Linked DNA regions of Mus musculus: region 2 is linked to region 1. Evidence: chromatin contacts called from public ChIA-PET data. All regions are on one chromosome and are shown on one strand. The core of a region is the stretch at or near the end of the contact, and the rest is flanking DNA. Distances in the headings are between cores, read along the strand shown.

Region 1 (4,047 bases), core at 1,510-4,009:
ACTAGGTGTGGCAGTGTATGTGTGCAATCCTGGAACTCAGAAGGTGGAGGCAGAAGGACCAGACTCAAGACCGTTCTCAGATAGATAGTGCATTCAAGGCCATCCTGGGCTACATGAGATGGGAATGAAGCTTAGAGAGATAACCAAGTAGTTAAGGGTGTTTGCTGCTCTTCTAGAGGGACAGGACTTGGTTCCTAGTACCCATAGCAGTGGCCCACAACTGCCTGTAACTCCAGCTCCAGGGGATCTGACACTCTCTTTTGGCCTCTGTTGGTATACAGACATATACACACATAGATTTAAATATATATATATATATATATATTTTTTTTTTCAAGACAGGGTTTTAGGGTTTCATTGTACAGACCTGGCTATCCTGTCTGGAACTCACTCTATAGACCAGGCTGGCTCAAAACTCACAGAGATCTACCTACCTCTCTGTCTCCGGAGTGCTGGCATTAAAGATGTGCAAAAACACCTGGCTTATTTGTGCCTTTTACTCTTCTTGAACTGTATCCAAGTATTCAATAGCGACAGAGGGACAGGCCCTGGGCTGTGGGCAGCCACCCCTCCCCCCCGGCCCTTCTCATGGGCAGTACTGGCTCACTTTTAATCCCAGCACTTGGGAGGCAGAGGCAGGCAGATCTCTTGAGTTCTGAGGCCATCCTGGTCTACAGAGGGAGTTCTAGGACAGCCAGGGCTACATAGAGAAACCCTGTCTCAAGAAACAAAGAGCCGGGCGGTGGTGGCGCACGCCTTTAATCCCAGCACTTGGGAGGCAGAGGCAGGCAGATTTCTGAGTTCAAGGCCAGCCTGGTCTACCAAGTGAGTTCCAGGACAGCCAGGGCCATACAGAGAAACCCTGTCTCAAGAAAAAAACCAAAAAAAAAAAAAAAAAAAGGAAGAGGAGTTGGTAGAGGAAGGGAAGTGGGAGAACGAGGTGGGGGAGACAAGATACCATGGAGGAATCTCACCCCTTGCACTCACAATCTCCACTCACTCTGGACGTGTGGGTCTACCTGCCACCAAAACTCTCAGAAGCCACCACTGGGGATGGAGGAGCTCTGCCAGGAGCACGAGAAGACAAGATTGTTCTAAACCCTACGCTGGGCTCTAAATGGTGAGCTGTGAGTAGCTGGGGGTCAGCGATCCCAGAGGGTGCTAGCAGCAGGCAGTGGTGGCTGTGAGCCTGGCTCTGCCATTCACCCCAGCCCTAGGACATTCTCTACATTAAAAAAAAAGTGCATCTTCCTGGGCTATCCTGAGGTACATGTGGCTTTGAGGTTGGATCCTGGAGATCCTGCAACAGCTTCAAGCTACCCTAGTAGGATGTGGACTCCCAAGTCCCTGCGTCACCACAGAGCATCCATGAACTCCGGGGACCTGGCAGCTGTTCTCTTGTTTCAGAGGCACCCTGATACCTCCCTTGCAGGGTGCTCTCTCTTGCAGTCTCCCACTGGCTCTTCTCATCCCTGAAAGCCCAAGACGCCCTGAACTCTGCCCCAGACTCTCTCCTTTATACACCCTCTCCATCCCTGAGCTTTGCACAAGTACAGCAGGCTATCCGGCCAGGGCCCGTGCTCACATCACCCAATACTTCCACACTGCTCTCAGCTCAGGTTATACCCACAGGGGAAATGGCTTCTCAGGATGGCAGAGTAAATCTGAGTACCTGAGAAGTCCAGCTCTGACCCTGTTTTCTATAAGCACTTCATTGTGCATTAACTAAGCCTGCCTCCCTCCCTGCTGTTCCTCAAATCTTGGCAGTGCATCCTAGCACACCACTGCATCTGCAATCCCCCTGCCTCCACAGCACCATCAGCTTTTCTTCTACCAACTGTTTTGCTTTCTCTAGGACTCCCTTGAGAGGACAGGGACCACACAGTCTTAGGTCCTGATGTGTGGAGGGCACTGAGGTCCTGAGACCTGGGAGATGGGACATGGGACAACTGCTAAGTGATTACAATCCCCTTTCAGAGTCAGGGAGCCAGGAGCATACACTCACCATGGTCCAAAGTCAAGCTGCCTTGGTACTGACATCCAGATGTGTGTAGTAGGGGGCAGTGTCCCTACTCTGAGGCTGCTTTGCCATCAGTCCGGCCAGTGTCCCCGTTACACATTTCTGGTTGTGTAGGTGAAACCTAATACCTTGCCCTTCTTGGCACTGGCTACACCTTGGTGGATCCTAAGCTCCTAAGTCTGGTGGACATAGCTTTCCCAGCACCACGTGCAGCCAGTGAGGTTCTGGGCGGTAAACATAGCCTCTCCATGGAAATCTATAAGCCAGATGGCCGGAGGCTGGGGAGGCCAGCCTCACCCTGGACAAAACCGCGCCTCCCGCAGGAGCCGGAGGGGCAGGAGCCTGCTCCCTCGGGGGCCAGCTGACTCGCAGAGGCAGAGCCCTTGAGCAGCGCACTGCTGTGCTCCTCCGCGGGCGACCCGCATCCCCTAGGTCTCTTGAGGTTTAAGGCAGGGGTTCCGGGCCGCCCGAATGGAGCCCACGGCGACCTTCCGGGGCTGGGGGTACTGGGCACAGGCCGACCTCGCTGCAGGGCCCGACCCTTCACCGCGAGACGCCCCTCACCTGCGCGGACCTAGCCTGGGGCGCAGGGCCCGTGGGCTCGGCCTGGCGGGCGCGGCTGCAGAGCCACCCGGGGCCCCACGGGGCTGGCGCGGCCTCCGCCGTGGGTGACAATAAAACGCTGTCCGCAGGGGCGAGCGGCGGCGGCGGCGGCTAGCAACCAGCCTGGTGCCTCCTCCGCTGTCCGTCACGCCGGCCCGCCTTTGCAGCGCGCGCCGCTCAGGGATTGGCTCTCCGGACGCCCGCCCTGATCTTCGGGTAGTTCATTGGGCCGTTAGGCTGTCCTGTAAGTCCCGGAGTGGGAGGAGCTGCCGAAAGCCAAAGTGGAGTGGGGCAGGCAGAGGGGCGGGGCTTTAAGGAGGCGGAGCCTGCGGGTCCCGGCACCCTCTGAGGCCCCCGCGCAGCCCTGGGCCTCTCCGGTGCCTTGGCAGGACCGCGCAATGATGCCTCCTATCCCCAATCTTTCCTAACTGCTTTCAAAGACACTGTCGGAGTCTCCAAGTGTATAGATGTGGTCTTTCCTGTCTGCCAAAGGGCTCGGGACCCACAAGCTCAGATGGCCTCTCCAACAGAAGTTACATTAAATAACAATGTTATAAACTCAAATGCTTTAAAAATTATCCGCATATTAATCTTATGAACAAGCGCGTGTGCGTGCGTGTGAGTGCGTGTGTGCGTGCGTGCGTGTGTGTGTGTGTGTGTGTGTGTGTGTGTGTGTGTGTGTGTGTGGTAAGTTAGGATGGTGGTCCAGGGCCTTGCATGTGCTAAATAAGGACTCTGCCATTGAACCTCAGCCACTTTTGCACTAAGAAAGCATCTCATATACCACGTAGCCCAGGCTGTCCTCGAACACACTATATAGCTGAGAATGACGTGGAATTCCTGATCCTTTGCTTTTTTCCCCTCCTAAATCTGGAATTACGGGCAAAGTGCCGCCACACCTGGCTTTCATCTTTTCTTTCTAAGATTTATTATGTGTAAGTTTCTGCATCATGTTGAGGGTGCTGGATCTCCTGAAACTGGAGTTATGGATGGTTGTAGGATGCCATGTGGGTGCTGGGAACTAAAACCCGGTCCTATACAAGTGCTTTTTTTTGTTTGTTTGTTTTTTTGGTTTTTTTTTTTTTTTTGAGACAGGGTTTTCTATGTAGCCTTGGTTGTCCTGGAACTCCCTCTGTAGACCAGGTTGGTCTTGAACTCACAGATCCACCTGCCTCTGCCTCCCAAGTGCTGGGATTAAAGGTGTGTACCACCACCACTCAGCATAGTAGGTGCTTTTAAACACTGATGGTGGCTTCCTTTTTTGTTTGTTTGTTTTGTGTTTTGTTTTGTTTTGTTTTTTCGAGACAGGGTTTCTCTGTGCAGCTTTGGCTGTCCTGGAACTCACTCTGTATACCAGGCTGGCCTTGAACTCAAGAGATCCACCTGCCTCTGCCTCCCAAGTGCTGGGATTAAAGGCATGCGCT
Region 2 (4,377 bases), core at 527-3,026, 490 kb after region 1:
CCCAAAGCCTACACAGTTATTAAAGGGCAGTTCTAGGGTCACACCTGTATATTCCTTTGGGGAGGCTGTGTCTCCATTCTTGAAGAACTTGATTGTGGGGTAGCCACGGACACCATACTGCTGAGCCAGGTCAGACTCTTCTGTGGCATCCACCTTTGCTAGTCGAATCTCAGAGCCTTCTGCCTTCAGTTTTGCGGCAGCTTTGGCATACTCGGGAGCCAGAGCTTTGCAGTGGCCACACCACGGGGCATCTGTAAAAGAAACCAGGACATTGGAAGGTAGTCCTCTATCCAGGTCTATTTCTTCCCTTTGTACTTCCTTTCATAAAAACCTTATCAGCATACCAAGATAACCCCTCTTAATGCAGTCAAGAGACTGCACTGATAGCTGGTGCTCTTGGGCAATATGAGGACAGAGGCCACGAGTGACAAACCAACCCCAATCCCTACTTTGCCCTGTGACCACCAGCACTGTAAAATCATCCTTGACTTGTAACTTCGTACTGCCCCCAGCAATCAGGGTCAGTGTATACCTGGGGTTTACCACTCAGAATCTAGGAAAAGTTAAAAGGTTGCTGGGCCAGCACTATATGTAGCAAGTACGTGTCCAGATGCCTATCCAAAGCTGTTCTTTCTACTATGGGAATGTGACAATCTGTCAAGGCAACCTGGCAGCTGTGTTGGAGCTCACACACTTGTAAGCAGAAGTAAAGGCTTAGATCTGGCTTGCTTCCCGGTATACGGCAAGTTACAGGTAGGGTGGGCATAGTAAAGAGCGTTTGATCTACTCTATCGGAACTGCTAACTGCTCACACAGCCCACTCTGTTTTTCCCAGCTAACAGAAGGTTCTGGCCATGTGGACGTCGTGCACAAAGATACCTTCTTGATTCTCAATCCCGCAGTCCCCCTCAATGAGCTCTGACTACAACGACTTCTACTTTGGGTAGGAAGGATGCTCTTGGGACAACTGGAAGCAGAGAAGCTTACAGTAGGTGCTACCCGCGAGGTGCAGCTCTGGACCGGCCAGTCCGTGTTCCGTGGGGCAAGCTGAGGGCTACGGGCCACCGTACTCAAGAGGGGCCGGCCGCGCAGGACAGTGCTGGGTGCCGCAGAGGGCGGCCCGGAGGAGTCCGTGGACAAGGGGCCCTTCCCCCCCCGCCCAGGCCCACGGCGCACTCACAGAACTCCACCAGCAGGTACTTGTGCGCCGCCAGCGCCTCCTCGAAGTTGCTCTTCTTCAACACCAGGACGTTGTCCTCCTCCTCCAGGGCGTCGGCGCCCACCCTAGCCGCCCAGGCCAGGGCTAGGCACAGCAAAGCACGGCTCAGCATGTCGGACGTCTGCAGCGGGCGGGGCAGTTGGGTTGGCGCCGCCGGGACAGCCAAGGCGACGAGAGCGCGCGTCGGTCCAGACCTCGCCTTTATAAATCCTGGGCCGGGGACGCGCCCACGCCTCCCCCTCGCTGCGCGCGTCAGCCGCCGTGCGCATGCGCCCCGCCGCGCCCTCCGATTGGCCAAGGAGCTGAGAGACCCGCCCTCGCCGTGCGGGGACTGGACACCCACTCAAGGCTGGGCCACCAAGTCGACAAAGACCCGGAGGCCTTTCGGTTCTTGCCTGGGATTGGCCACGGCGCGCGCGCGCGCGCACAAACCCAATGTCCCCCAGCGTCTGATTCGCTGGCGAAAGCCAACTTTCTCTTTCTGGACTTCTGACTGGCGACTTTTCCCACGCCTTCCACACGTCTGGAATGGCTGCGGCTTTCCGCTGCCCGGCCTCGTGGCTCCTGATTGGTGGAGAGATGCGCGTACCCAGCCCGATTCTCCGTCGAACGTGGCAGTGGGCGGAGTCCCGGACCCCTGGGCGGGGCTACGCTTGCGCCTCCGAAGCCCCTCGTGTTGCATTCTGACTGGACCGCGTTTCCGTACTGGCACCGCCCCCAAGTCTCCTCAAGGAAGCCAGGGACGCCACTTCCGGTGCGCGTGCGGCTCGTGCGGTCCCTGCCCAGGTCTTGGGTGACGGACCCTAGTTTCGGGGTCGGTGTTCTGTGCTTTTCTCGGCTGCGGTAGCTGCCAGGCGTGTCCCCACGCCGCGGGCACGTTTCTCGGGCGCCCCGTGGTCGTCCGAGGCTCCTGTCCACCATTCGGAATTCGGTGCCCGAGACCTCTGCGGAAGCTGCTGGGGAAGTGGAGAAAGCAGTCCGTGCCGTCCGCTTTATACTGACCACATGTTGAAATGGCTCTTGAGTTCGTTGGGCTGAATAATAAAAAGGTTTGGCTTCTGTGAATCAGCCTTTCCATTACGTACGAGAGTCACATTTTGTCTCGGTTGGACTTCCTTTTCCAGAATCATCTTCTACTTTGTGTCTCTATCCCTTAGTGACTTGGAACTCATTGTACACAGGCTGGCCTGGAACCCGAGGAAATACTTAAAAGATCTGCACCGGCCCACTGGGTGCTGTAGTTACAGCTGTGAGCAGTCCCTGTCCGTGTTCGGTCCATCTTTCTCTTTCTTTACTGCTCCCCGGCTGTCAACCGACCTGCTCTCCACGCCCAGCCCGGGAGCTCACTCCTAGAAGCATCTTCTTTTTTCACTTCCCACTACGAAAACTATCCTGATTGTCAAGGGTCATTAGAAAAGGCAAACACCCAAATATTAAGTATATAGATTGACTAGTACTACACTGCTCTCAGAAATGGATAAAAAACAAGAAATATGGCATATGGTTTTGTATTTTGATAGTTTTTTTTTTTTTAATTGTTTTTAGTTTTTCAAGACAGTGTTTTCCTGTATAGCCCTGGAACTCGATAGACACCAACCTGGCCTTGGACTCAGAGATCCATTTACCTCTGCCTCCTCAGAGTGCTGGCATCAAAGATGTGTGCCATCACTGCCTGGCAGTAGCTTCTTTAGCAACGTTGTCAATAAGGACATGCATGTATTACCTTTCCTACTAGAAACTCCTCTTATCTAGTGTGAGTTTCTTCCCTTGAAGACCAAGTCCTTTGTGCCCCAACCCATTCAGTGTAGGCAGAGAGGGAGTCAGATCCTGGTCGGAGCTCACTGGGAAACCTTCGAGTATATACGGGATGACTTTGCAGGCCTAGGAGAGCTATGAATGAATTTGCCCTGGAAGAGTACCTAATCTAGCAGCAGCTTGGCTAGGTGCTTGGTTTTTTCTCTGCCTATCTTTAGTGCCTGTACACATTCCTGACTTGGGTACAATAGAAATAGCTTCATATATGATGCTGCTATCTCCCAGTGATTTTTTTAGCTGCCTTGAGCTGTTCTAGAAACCATTATTTGGAACTAGAGACAAAAGAGCGGGCCACTGGTGGCACACCTTTAATCCCAGTATTCAGGAGGTAGAGGCAGTTGGATCTGTGTGTGGCCACCCTGGTCTACAAAGCAAGTTCTAGGACAGCCAGGGTTACACAGAAACCCTGTCTCAAAAAGTGAAAAAAGAGAAGAATGTTCGCTGGTATGGCAGTGTTCCCTTGTAATCCCAGTATTTGAGAGAGGCAGGTGGATTAGCTCTTTCTGTCTTGTTTTTGTGTCTCCCCTGTCCCCCTTCTTTAGCCCTATATATTTTTTTGAAACTCACTATGTAGACTAGCCTGGCCTCTCGAACTTTGAGCAATTGTACTGCCTCTGCCTCCTAAATGACTGGAATTACAGGTATAGTAAAATATACCAGGAGCTGAAGGACAACATGGGCTACTTGAGACCTTGTCTCAAAAAAAAAAAAAAAAAAAAAAAAAAAAGTTTCAGGATTTTGGTAATTAAATGCTAGGCGTGGGATGTTTTGTCTATGGAAGGGAAAAGAACAGGGCAGGGGAGGGAGTTGAGTGTGATAGTTTAAAGACAACTTGCCTTCAGGACCAGGGCTGAGTCTCAGTTTGCCTCTGGGCTCTGTGTCAGACACAGAATGGATAAAGCTCTCAATGCAGGCAGCTGCCATATCCACATAACAGAGTAGGGCTGCTGACGTTGTAGGAACAGAGGGGCAGCTGTGACACTCTCCTGATGATCACAGGATCTTAGACTAAAGAATGTCTTCAAATGTCTACTATCAGGGCTGGAGAGATGACTCAGTGGTTAAGAGCACTGACTGCTCTTCCAGAGGTTCTGAGTTCAATTCCCAGCAGCCACATGGTGTTTCACAACCATCTGAAATGGAATTCAGTGCCTTCTTCTGGTGTGTCTGAAGACTACTACAGTGTACTCATAAATAAAATAAATCTTAAGCCATGCGTGGTGGCTCAGCACTTGGGAGGCAGAGGCAGGTGGATTTCTGAGTTCGAGGCCTGCCTGGTCTACAAAGTGAGTTCCAGGACAGCCAGAGCTATACAGAGAAACCCTGTCTTGAAAAAACAAAAA

Evidence for each region. ChIA-PET counts read pairs in DNA pulled down with a chosen protein or histone mark.
Region 2: a contact with region 1 is called in an RNA polymerase II ChIA-PET map of memory CD8 T cells, with 15 read pairs. The contact joins the promoter of P4hb here to the promoter of Cep131 in region 1. A contact is called at or near these places in 1 of 39 promoter capture datasets (pre-B cells), 1 of 484 Hi-C or Micro-C datasets (embryonic stem cells) and 1 of 115 datasets of contacts at active chromatin or transcription factors (memory CD8 T cells).

The regions. Positions count from the first base shown.
Region 1 is chr11:120,084,068-120,088,114 of GRCm38.p6, forward strand. Cep131 (centrosomal protein 131) reads right to left here and starts at 2,760. Exons shown (of 26, transcript NM_009734.3): 1 at 2,585-2,760.
Region 2 is chr11:120,571,477-120,575,853 of GRCm38.p6, forward strand. P4hb (prolyl 4-hydroxylase, beta polypeptide) reads right to left here and starts at 1,777. Exons shown (of 11, transcript NM_011032.3): 1 at 1,181-1,777; 2 at 45-251. The coding sequence starts at 1,331.